Linked DNA regions of Mus musculus: regions 2 and 3 are each linked to region 1. Evidence: chromatin contacts called from public ChIA-PET and promoter capture Hi-C data. All regions are on one chromosome and are shown on one strand. Each heading gives the region's core, a stretch centred on a gene start, on an enhancer-like site or on the middle of the called end of the contact. The rest is flanking DNA. Distances are from core to core; before and after follow the strand shown.

Region 1 (3,825 bases), core at 767-3,266:
AACTGCCGATTCCTAGACAACACAGACGGGAGTTGCTCCAAAGAACCTTTCTAAACAGGTCCACTTCCTCTGTATCCTTTCTTTTCCAATACCTCTGGTGGGTGATGGGTTACAAGGAAGGTTAAAGCATTTAAGAGTCATCAGTAAAAATAGGATTTGAAAAAATAAGAGCTTCAGAACAACCAATAGTTGGTGATTAAGTCTATCTAAAAGCACCATATTGATCTCTAAGCATCGATCGTTTTAAGTGACACGTGATCACACCAGCATTGTAGGGCAGAAATATAGTATGAGCTCCAAGGTGAACCACACACTTTTCCTGACAGCTACACTTTAAATAAAGTTAAAAGGAAGAGTGGTAGATAAACGCTATACATTTGTCACAGCACATTCCCAATAGTGACTCCGCGTGTCAGCTCGGGCACGCCCATTGTCACAAAGGTGCCAGGTGGTGGACATTGGTTGTAAGAGAGGCTGTGCATATGAGGGGCACTTTATGTTTTAGTACCGTCCATTCAGCTGGGCTATGAGCCTAGAACTGTTCCAGAAAGTAAAGCCTTAGTTGATAAGGGAAGAGGGTGGGGCAGAAACGATGTAATACAGTCCTCAGTGGTGTTTTGTTTTGTTGACAGGGTTTCTCTGTATAGCCCTGACTGTCCTGGAACTCACTTTGTAGACCAGGCTGGCCTTGAACTCAGAAATTCACCTGCCTCTGCCTCCCAAGTGCTGGGATTAAAGGCATGCACCACCACGCCCGGCTTGTCCTCAGTGTTTTTAATAAAGAAAGTCTGTTGTTTTGAAGAAGCACAAAGTAGTAGGGGCAGAGTGGGAAATACGTTCAGCCAGTTAGCCCCATGGCCTGAGTTCAGATATCTCAATTATTCACTGGGTCAAGCACTGTCTGAGACATTCTAAATACAATATGAGACTGGGTTCCTGTGCGCTTGATCAGGAAATCAGGGCCAGCCTTGGCTTCATTGTAAACTCAAGGTCAGCCTGAGCTGTATGAGATCCTGTCTTCAAAATAAGTAAATAAACACAATACGTTCATTAATCTTATCAAGAAGGCCAGCATGAGGGTTGGGGTGGGGGGGAGGCTCAGAAGTAAAAATGTCCTCACCCACAGACACGGGGCTAGTCGGGAGTAGTGTACAATCTGGACTCGAGGAGGGTGTCAAGACTTTGTTCTTTTCATTACAGTCATAGTTACCATCTGTCGCAGGAGAAAGCTGCTGTTAGTGACCTGAATAGAGGAATCTGGAAATAAGCAATTGGCTTCACTTCTGAACAGCAAGTCTCTAAACTGGACGAGCTATCTGTTCAAGGGCCAGGTAGCCAGGAAAAAGGGGGGGGTGGGGGGTGGGGGGCGTTTCTCCACAATGAATTCGCTTTGATTCCTAGGTCCTCTGGAACATTCTCCGGAGTAGCTGCTCAAAGATTCATCTCCAAATCCTCTCGAACCAATTCTGAATTTCAAGGCTCTCTAAGTCTAGTCATACAGGCTGCCCTGACCCTTTCTCTGAGTGCAATAGGTATTAACAGCGAAGCCAGCCTGTGAATCCGTGCCCTCAGCAGAGCCCTTTGGCTTTGAGGGGAGGCCAGGTAACACGCCTTCTTTAGGTCGAGGCAGCCTTTGGACAGGATAGTAAGAGTGTTCTGGAGGATTCAACTAGGGGTGCACGCCCTACAGTTCAGCTTTGACTTAGCCCTTGCAAATCAGACGGACCTGCAGAGTGATCTCGGCAGGCCAGTCGCCCCTGAGCTGCGGGCTCCCCACCCCCTATGTGCCCCGACACGGGACAGAGGCATTCCACAGGGGTCTCCAGCCTCTGACTTCCCGTTTGAAGACCGCAGCCCGGGAGCCCGAGTCCGAAGGCGACACACAGCTGGCCCATAACAAAGAGCCAGGGTCCAGGGCGCGCTGCCGCCCCCCGGGAGGTTTTGAAAACTCTGAGCGGCCGGGGCGGGGCTTCAGCGAGCCGCAGCCAATCACCAGAGAGCCAAGGCGCCGGGGGCGGGGCCTGGTGCCAGGGGTTGCTACGGCCAGGCTGGGTCCGAGCATCCCGCGGCTTCGGACCCACCCGGCCCGGACATGGCGAGCGTCCGGGCCTCCCCGCGCAGCGCGCTGCTACTTCTGCTGGCCGCGGCGGGGGTCGCGGAGGTGACGGGGGGCCTGGCCCCGGGCAGCGCGGGTGAGTAGCCGCGGGAGCCACGATCGGGGCGGTCCTGAGGAGTGCCTCAGCGCTCCAAGATGGCGCGGAGCCGGGGGCGGGGTGCGCGTGCCCCCAGACCCGCGGGCGGCGGTCAGGAACGCCGGGCTGGAGCCCGACCCGGAGGCCGCTCTCCGCCCTCGTCTTCTTCTCCCTGAAGATCTTGCGAACCCTGGGGTGGTGACTGGGGTTCGAGGCCTTGTTCTGTCACCTCCCAGACAGGGGCCCCTTGCCCTGCCGGACCCTGGTCCCTGGCCAGGGTCCCTGTCAGAAAACAGGGAGGTGCCTGGGCTCCGGATAGCACCGCTGGGCGGAAGGGATACGTAGGTGCAGCTCCCCTGCTGCTGCCCAGTCAGTTGTTGTCACTTGTTAATTTGACTGACTTGGCCTGAGTGGCGGTGAACTTTGATAGGGTCCACAAGGTTGCCTGGCGGGTGCACCGTGGGTCTGAGACCCGGCTGGGGGATGGGGTAAGGTGGGGTGGGGGTTGACTACACATCGATAAATCACCCCGTGGCGGCTTGGCTTCGGGAGAGAGGTGTGTTCTAGGGCTCTGTTAAAGCAGTTGCACCAGAGATGGATGGAAAGCTTGACCGCTTAGGATTGTCCTTCCTGCGCTTGCTCAGCGTTCGGATGTGACACGAACTCGTGCTTCCCGGGACACCTCAGGCTGATAGGTGGTGGAAGACAGGAGCGCTAAGCAGTTTGAATTCAGGCAGACAGGTTCAGAGGAGAGATGCGGGTGGGGCTGCATGTGCACAGAGGAACGTTGACATTCACCTAGAAGATGAGAAAAACCGAGTGTCTACCTATACTAGCCATCGAAAGATGAATGGAATTTTTATAACAAAAGTAACGGAGGAGTGTGTTGCTTACAGGGAGAGGCACTCAGGGGAAAAACATACCCAGTCTCAAGGAAGTTTTCAAGAAAGCCTGAGAAGTTAAAATTAAGGAGTTTTGGTTGATGCTTTATTTATTTATTTATTTATTTATTTTAAAGGAAGGCATTTGAAGAAGATTGTGACAGGAACCTGGGATTAGTTAATTATTTGAATTCTAAATTTAACTATAAACTAGTAAGGAAACCAATAGAAAAGGGACGAAAGAATACTGTGAATTCTTGACTAATCCAGCTTATCTCTCTGTGTTCTAGTTAGTCCAAAGATGTCTAAAGAATACTAGTTACCCCCTTCTTATCCCACTGTTGTGGAGTAGGGCTTTTAGGAAAACTTCAGTAAGTTACTTAGCCTTAATCTTTTTTTTTACTTTAATATCCACATTCTTATATATGGTACCGTCTACATCTATGGTTCTCAACTTGTGGGACGCCACCCCTTTTGGGAGGTCCGATGATCCTTTCACAGGTGTCACCTAAGACCATCAAAGACCCAGAGATGATTATGATTCATAACAGTAGCAAAATTTAAGTCATGAAGTAGCAAAGAAAGCATTTATGGTTGAGGGAGGGTCACCACCACATGAGGTGTGTTAAACGGTCAGAGCTTTAAGAAGGTTGGGTACTTCTGGTTCAAGATTTTACTAAGAGGATTAACTGAGGTATCCATGTATAGCATGTAGAATAGCAGACACCAAAAGGTTAGCTCTTAGATGTATT
Region 2 (3,825 bases), core at 913-3,412, 62 kb after region 1:
AAAGTTTATGTGGATGAGTATTTTGTCTGTGTGAATGTCTGTTTACATGTGCATGTGGTGCCCTCAGATGCCAGAGGAGACCACTAGATCCCTAGAATTGGAGTTACAGGCAGTTGTGAGCTGCTGTGTGGGTGCTGAGAATCAAACCTGACTCCTCTGAAGGAGAGATGTGTATCAACCACTGAGCCAGCTCTCCAGCCCCTAAGCCAGGTTTCAGTGCGTGAACCTAGGCAATGTAGCTTGGTGGTAAAAAGCACAACCCGTTTGGATCAGTGTAAGTCAAGATTCTTACCTGCACACAATATCTCTGCAAGAATTGGAATGAATAGCTAAGAAAGGGGGCTGGGGGACTGGGACATGCGCTGTGGGAGGAGGGGCTGACTTTGCACAATACACCATTTCACCTTTTCATTTTACCCATGGATTTGTGTCATCTTTCAAAGCAGTAGTCAGGGCTGGAGAGATGGCTCAGTAGTTAAGAGCACTGACTGCTCTTCCAGAGATCCTGAGTTCAATTCCCAGAAACCACATGGTGGCTCACAACCATCTGTAATAGGATCTGATGCCCCCTTCTGGTGTGTCTGAAGACAGCAATAGTGTACTCATATACATAAAATAAATCAATCTTTAAAAATAAATAAATAAATAAAAGCAGTAGCATGGGGGGTTGGTTTGTTTCTGTCTTTGTTTTCTTAAGAAAGGGTTATATTCCCTCAAATACCTACTGATAAACCAGACATTTTTCTAAACATTAGGACATGACGAGACAAAACAGACCATCACTGCGTTGATCGTTTTCTTAAGTTTGTCCTCCAGACTCTCAGCCTTTTCCTGCGATCTTCTTCCTTTTCTTAAAAATGTATGTCTCTGTGTGTGTGTGTGATGTGTATGTATGGTATGTGTGTGTATGTGTATGTATGTTATATGTGTGTGTGTGTATTCAGTGTATGAGTATGATATGAGTATATATGCTGTGAGTGTAGGCATGCGTGCCACAGGATGGCTTTCAGGAGTTGGCTTTGCATCCTACCTTGTTTGAGGTGAAGTCTGTCTCAGTGCTTCTGCAGTGTGTCATGTCCTTCGGGTGCTCTGGGAAAGCCCACTGTCTCTGCCTCCCCTCTCACTGCAGAAAACCTGGATTAGGAGTGTGTGCGTCCACATTGGCTTGTATATAGGTTCTGGGGTCACACTCAGGACATCAGGCTGTGCAGCACGTGCTTCTGTCCCCTGAGCATCGCGCCAGCCCAGCCTCTTATTTCTATTTACTCAGCTTGATTGCTTGCTTCCTCTCTGCATTACCAACTTTCTCCAGTACCCCTGGTTCTAACACCTTCCTTGTTAGGTCACTAGAAGGACTTGCTTCTGTGGCCTCCCCTCAGCTCATCCCCCACCCAGTAGGCACAGGAAGCTGAGTTTTTAGTATAAAAAGTAGAGCCTTCCTTTTTTGTTTTTTTGTTTTGTTTTGTTTTGTTTTGAGACAGGGTTTCTCTGTGTAGACCTGGCTGTCCTGGAACTCACTCTGTAGACCAGGCTGGCCTCAAACTCAGAAATCTGCCTGCCTCTGCCTCCCAAGTGCTGGGATTAAAGGCATGCGCCACCACGCCTGGCTAGTAGAGCCTTTCTTAAGATAGACTCATGTTAATCAAGCTAAAAATTAAGTACTTAGCTAGGTGAGATAGAGTACCACATCCAGTAAGTAGGCAGATCATTGTGAGTTCAAGGGCAGCCTAGTCTGTATAGTAAGTTCCAGGCCAGCTAGGGCCATGTGAGAGCTTGCCTTAAAAAATAAAGCATCTCAAAATGGTCTGTGGTTCTTGACTGTGCTCTCTCCAGTGCTGGACCCCGCCCACTCTTGGTCTCAGGTCAGGTGTTCCCACTCCATGTCTGAGTCTTTGGCTTTTACTTCTGTTTACCACCCCTACCCTCAGCGCACCCCTCCCCGCCCCCACATCCTGGAATATCCCCTCGAGTTTGTGGCTCCTCCCTCAGTCTAGCCTGCTTCTGTTCTCCTTGCCCACCAAGTTCCAGTTAGAACGCCCTCTTCCACGTGTGCCCAGGGCTCATCACTCAACAGCTAATTCTCTCTGAGCAGCGTGTCTGCCATTCTCTAGTCTGACTGTCCTCCTCTGCACTAGCCCGGCTCTTTCCTCAGCTTCCTGTACCACACCCAGGGCTTTGCTGCCCCCACTGAAGTTCCTCCCTGCCCCTCGTCACCTACTGTTTTCATCATTTTCAGATGTGTGCCAAAACCACAAGTCTGCCTGACGACTTTTGATAAATTTGGATGTAGCCAATATGAGTGTGTGCCCAGACAGCTCACCTGTGACCAGGCCCGAGATCCTGTGTGTGACACAGATCACATGGAGCACAGCAACCTCTGCACTCTGTACCAAAGAGGGAAAAGCCTGTCTTACAGAGGCCCTTGCCAGGTATGTTGTTTGGCTACCAAACCCAAGGGTATCAAGTTAGTTTGTGACCTTTTTAGACAAGCAGAATGCAGCCCTGCTGAGAAAGGAGTGGTGTGGCTAACGCTAACGCTGCCCGGGGAGTTAGTGTGTGCCTCTGAGGAGGAGTGTAGAAGCTGGCAGAACCTATTCCTAGGAAAAGACTTAAGGTTTCACACCGGGGATGGTCACCGCTAGCCATCTTTTCACAGTTCTATGGGCTGCCATAGAAACAAATCAGGTCAGGCAGTGGTGGCACATGCCTTTGATCCCAGCACTTGGGAGGTTGAGGCAGGAGGATATCTATGAGTTTGAAGCCAGGCTGGTGTATCAGGACAGGCTACACAGAGAAACCCTGTCTCAAAAAAGAAGAGAAAAGAAGGGAAGGGAAGGGAAGGGAAGGGAAGGGGAGGGGAGGGGAGGGGAGGGGAGGGGAGGGGAGGGGAGGGGAGGGGAGAAAGAAAGAAAGAAAGAAAGAAAGAAAGAAAGAAAGAAAGAAAGAAAGAAAGAAAGAAAGAGGAGAGAGGAATCAGGAAGAAAAGCAATCTCCCCCCACCCCCACTTCCTGCTTCCCACCTTCTCCCACTGGGCTGAAGTGACATGAAAATCTCTAAGCTTTGTTTTACATCAGCCTAACTCAGTCTTTTAGGCTTGTAAGATCTGCTTCCACATTAAATAACCTTATGGGATAGGCTCCTTGGAGCTTCCCACTGACCTGATCCTGTGCTGACCCTGTCCTGGGAGATTCCCATCTTAGGCCCCAGCGACACCTGCAAACCACAAAAACCTGACATGTTCCATGCTTCCATGGTGGGGAAAATCCCTTCAGCTTGTCTGGCTACAGTTTTCTCTTGGAGTTGGTGCCCCACTCACATGGACAGCACCTGCTACACACACACACACACACACACACACACACACACACACACACACACACACACTTCTCTTCATCCTTGCTAGGGTGTTTCTCAGGTATATCCCTAACTACCCAATAATTATACTAGACTCTGCCTCCCCTGCTCATCTCTTGGTCCCTCCCTCCTCCTCTTTTCCCATATCCAGCATGAAATGATAAGGTCCCACCTTTTCATGAAGAGCGATCTTTTCATTTAGACTTTCATGATTACTAAGAGAAGTGTGGGTGAAGGGATATTTTTATCTTGTATTAGTCTCAGTGGAATAAGCCGACAATATTCCAGAGTTGATCTTGTGACAACCTATTACTTAGTCCACCCCAGGACTTTAGAGGGTCCCCAAAACTTAAACCTGTGTCTTTTAACTTCCTGAAAATAGGGAGATCAGCTCTGTGCTCACAATTAGAAAGATGTACCATGGAAGTTTCCAGGCTAGCATTTATTTGTCTTTTCTCAGCCTTTCTGCA
Region 3 (3,825 bases), core at 400-2,899, 54 kb before region 1:
AGATAAAATATCTAAAACATGAATGTGGAAAAGAAAAGAAGATCAGGTGTAAAAGTAAATACATACTCTATTATCCGAAATTTATAGAGAAAAGAAAACTTTCTAGAATGTACTTAGGAGTTCCATGGGGTCAGAGGTGGGGACTGACTGAAGAGGGTGAGGGAGAAACTTTGGAAGTGGTGTGAGTGGGCTAAGCATGGAGAGAGATTATGTATTCCAGACCAGCGTGGAGTCTAAATAAAAAAATAAAACAAGCACTGAGTTCTTCTCAGTTGTACAGTAGGGGAAAAAAGGACCTGACATACACACCCCAACTAGACTTTACTGACAAAGAGAGAAGTGTATTTTTTTTCAGTTTTTATTTTTCAGTTTTTATTGCTTTTTTCGTTAGTGTACAAAGAACACTTAATTTTCATAGCACTTTTTCTTGGTTCTAGGATATTTTGTACAACCAGTGTCTTGATTCTAAAGAGTCCATGGTCCAGCCCAGTCACTCACGAAGAACTCAGTCCAGACTGATCTTCAGGGCTAGCCATCAAGGCTATGCTGAATGATTGACCATTCCCAGCCAAGCCCTGTGTGCACTGAACGGGGAAGTAACCCACTTCCTTCCTCACTATCACTGAATCAGGCATTTCTGACCTACCAGGTTCCTCACAGCGGCCTTCACATCCTTGTTCCTCAGGCTGTAGATGATGGGGTTCAGCATGGGGGTCAGCACCCCATAAAATAAGGAGATGAGCTTGTCTGAAACATCCTGTTTGTCTGCCCCCAATGGGTCCTTGGACTTGGGCTTCCCGTACATGAACAGGATGGTCCCATAGAAGACAAGTACCACGGTGAGGTGGGCAGAACAGGTGGAGAAGGCCTTCTTCCTCCCCTCGGCAGAGGGGATCCTCAGGATGGTGGAGAGTATGAAGATGTAGGAGACAAAGATGAACAGAACTGGAACCCCCAGGAAAATCACATTGGCCACCCCCATGCTGATCACATTGATGGAGATGTCAGCACAGGCTAGCTTTAAGACTGCTAGGATCTCACAGGTGAAGTGATTGATGACATTGTCCCCACAGAAAGGCAACTGCACCGCAAGGGAGATCTGCACCAAGGAGTTAGCACCGCCAGCCACCCAGGAGCTGACGGCCATGGGCACATAGGCAGACTTGTTCATGACCACAGGGTATCTAAGAGGGTTGCAGATGGCCACATAACGATCAAACGCCATCATGCCCAGGAGCACACACTCCGTGGCTCCCATGGCAAAGGAGAGAAACATCTGCACGGCACAGCCCGAGAAGGAGATGGTCTTCCTGGGGGTGAGAAAACCATCCAGGACTAAGGGAATCGAGGAGGTAGTATAGCAGATGTCCAGGAAGGAGAGGTTCCCCAGGAAGAAGTACATGGGCGTGTGCAGGTGGGAGTCGAGGATGCTCACCAGGATGAGGACGCCGTTGCCCAGCAGGATCACCAGGTACATCAGCAGGATGAGCACGAAGAAGGTTTTCTCCAGCTTTGGGTGATCTGACAACCCCAGCAAGACAAATTCAGCTACCGTAGACTGATTGGCTCCTTCCATTTCGCATGTTCTCTTCCCGTCTTGAGAGAGCAGAGGACAGCAAGCACTTGCTCATCAGGATCAGGATGTGGGCATGGTTCTAGAACGTATAATTAAATGTAAAGTCAGTGTTGAAGGGATACAATTCTCTATTAGTTTGCCTGAGAGATCAGGACGCATTGGTTCAAGCAGGAAAAGCCTCTGGTAGCCAACTGAGATAGATGGAGGGACGCGATATAGTCAGGCCAGTGGAGCCAGCACGCCTGCCTGGGGGAAGGGGTGTGTCTATTCATGGATGCAGGACTACATGAAAACCATGAAGAAGGAGACTGTAGGATGCTACACGGCTCCAGAGGAGGGGAGGGGCATGGACTAATCTCGCTGCCTCTGCCTGTCCCAAACATTCCTGCCCCTTTCTGGGCCGAAGTCGCTCTTAGTAATGTTAGCTATTGGCATGGTCTCCCTCACTCCTGTCACTCTGATTCTGAGCCCTTACAGTGACATTATGATGATAAGTTAGCATCACACAGAGAGAATACGGTAGCCAGGCAGATTAGAGTCTAGCCAGAATTTCTGTTTGTTGCATGGTGCCTGTCCTTCATTTCCTGTGAATTTGATGGATGCTGTCCCTGGGTTGCACTATCAGTAGAGTCTGGGGGCTGCTGGACATGGTGGTCTTTACAGAAGTATAGCCTTATTGCCTTTCCTATAGATCAACAGTAGGACCAGGCTGCTCCGTACCTATGAAAGGACAAGTGTCTCTTGTGTCTTCCTGTGTATACCTTGTGACTGGACTCTGTGCTTTGGAGAAGTTTTCTAAGTTGCAGCTTCTAACTCAAACCCTGCTGTACCTGACTTGACCATGAAAGGCACTGCAGTTCCATTGCAATGCATTCTCCAAAGTAGGGAAAACAATTCCAGGCTTACCGAGGTCTTGCGCAAGGAGAGAACCATGCGTACCGTGTGCTTCAGGGACGGAAGAACTGCAGACCTGTACATTAGGGAAAGCCTCAGACCTTGACTTCTCACATTAAAGATTAGGAAAGTGGGGCCGGAGAGATGGTTCAGTGAGTAGAGGCTTGTCACCAAGCCTGAGTAGAGTTCAATTCCTGGGACCCAAAAGATGGAAAGAGAGAAGCAACTCCTTCAAGTTGTTCTCTGACGTCCACATGAGCACCATGACATGTGATTGTGTACAGGCATGTGCGTGCACACACACACTCACACACACACACACACACACACACACCACAGAGAGAGAGAGAGAGAGACAGACAGACAGACAGACAGACAGACAGACAGAGAGAAGAGATGTTTTAAAACAATGAGGAACTTGAAGCTCCGACAGAACCATAGGCTGGCCCAGATGGTTCTCCACTCTCCCCCTAGCCTGTCCCTCATCACTGCATGTTCTTGTCCAGCATTTGTGTCTACTGAGGATGTAAAGGTCCAGTTGAGCAGCTCTTGTCCTTCTCACCCTCCCTAGGACATTCCTAGACAATAGATGCACCAAATCTTCCTCTAAGAAATCTGCCCCGTAGTCAGGCTTTGACTCTCTTTTACTATTACCCTGTTGCTGGGGAAGATGGGTGAGAGAAACCAAACTCAGTTTAGAGCTCTCCTCGTGCAGCTGTCAGGGCTGAACCGCAGGCATCAGGAATAGTTGAGGAGAAAGTTTTCAGAGATGTTAGAGCTGTGTATGGGAGGTGTGAGCCATGGCAGGTACAGCACTATGCGTGGGAGGTGTGAACCGCGGCAGGAAGTGCCTTCTCTTCTTCCTTTACTGTATGAGTCGTCCAGAAAAACCGTTTCCCGGTTGTTTTTAGCACCTGATACATAGCTCACACCTCTCATTCTCTCGTCAGCCTTGATAATTAGACAGTCAGCTTAACATTAAGCAGAGACTTTTCCTTTATTCTTGCCCCTCTACAATGGCCCTCACTCCACCTCACCCCTGCACCCCAGCTGAGACATCCTAGGTATACCTGTTCCTTTTCCTCTATGAAGAACCCGAGAGACGTGGAAGCCAGAACCAAGGTCTAGCCTTGGAGTCCATCTGTTCTCCGATCCCATCTCTGTTCCTCCTCTCGCCTACCTGAAGAAGCTGTGGCCACAGAGAGAGCCCTGCCTGTGTCCACTGGGCAGACAAGTCCATGGTGAGGATGGGAGCTCACCCAGCAGAAGATCTCCTGCTGAGGAGGGTGCTGGAAGCTCTCTGGGCTTGGGGAAAAAAAAAAAAAAAGATGGTTTCAATGACTTATATTGGTGCT

Evidence for each region. Promoter capture Hi-C pulls out the DNA fragments that hold promoters and counts their contacts. ChIA-PET counts read pairs in DNA pulled down with a chosen protein or histone mark.
Region 2: a contact with region 1 is called in an RNA polymerase II ChIA-PET map of memory CD8 T cells, with 66 read pairs. The contact joins the enhancer-like site here to the promoter of Reck in region 1. A contact is called at or near these places in 2 of 484 Hi-C or Micro-C datasets (the HL-1 cell line and nephron progenitors), 4 of 115 datasets of contacts at active chromatin or transcription factors (effector CD8 T cells, embryonic stem cells and memory CD8 T cells) and 2 of 9 other capture datasets (adipose tissue and pancreatic islet).
Region 3: a contact with region 1 is called in a promoter capture Hi-C map of second pharyngeal arch cranial neural crest. The contact joins the promoter of Olfr156 here to the promoter of Reck in region 1. A contact is called at or near these places in 15 of 39 promoter capture datasets (the 3T3-L1 cell line, 3T3-L1-derived adipocytes, the SN4741 cell line and 9 more), 1 of 15 datasets of contacts at CTCF or cohesin (stem cell-derived epiblast-like cells), 20 of 484 Hi-C or Micro-C datasets (the HL-1 cell line, Sertoli cells, adipose-derived mesenchymal stem cells and 9 more), 8 of 115 datasets of contacts at active chromatin or transcription factors (T-cell acute lymphoblastic leukemia, astrocytes, embryonic stem cells and 2 more) and 2 of 9 other capture datasets (adipose tissue and pancreatic islet).

The regions. Positions count from the first base shown.
Region 1 is chr4:43,873,514-43,877,338 of GRCm38.p6, forward strand. Reck (reversion-inducing-cysteine-rich protein with kazal motifs) reads left to right here and starts at 2,017. Exons shown (of 21, transcript NM_016678.2): 1 at 2,017-2,192. The coding sequence starts at 2,093.
Region 2 is chr4:43,935,074-43,938,898 of GRCm38.p6, forward strand. Reck (reversion-inducing-cysteine-rich protein with kazal motifs) reads left to right here. Exons shown (of 21, transcript NM_016678.2): 17 at 2,237-2,429; 18 at 3,816-3,825. Among named protein-coding and RNA genes, the nearest start is that of Glipr2, 21 kb to the right of the region's middle. Within about 2 kb of position 2,163, at least 94 of the 459 cell types and tissues checked have an H3K27ac peak or open chromatin away from gene starts, as enhancers often do. A contact at or near this core is called in effector CD8 T cells and memory CD8 T cells, where this site is marked.
Region 3 is chr4:43,819,784-43,823,608 of GRCm38.p6, forward strand. It overlaps Olfr156 (olfactory receptor 156), which reads right to left and starts at 1,650. Exons shown (of 1, transcript NM_019474.2): 1 at 552-1,650. The coding sequence starts at 1,576. The coding sequence ends at 620. It overlaps Gm30318 (a long non-coding RNA gene), which reads left to right and starts at 3,371. Exons shown (of 3, transcript XR_390510.3): 1 at 3,371-3,711.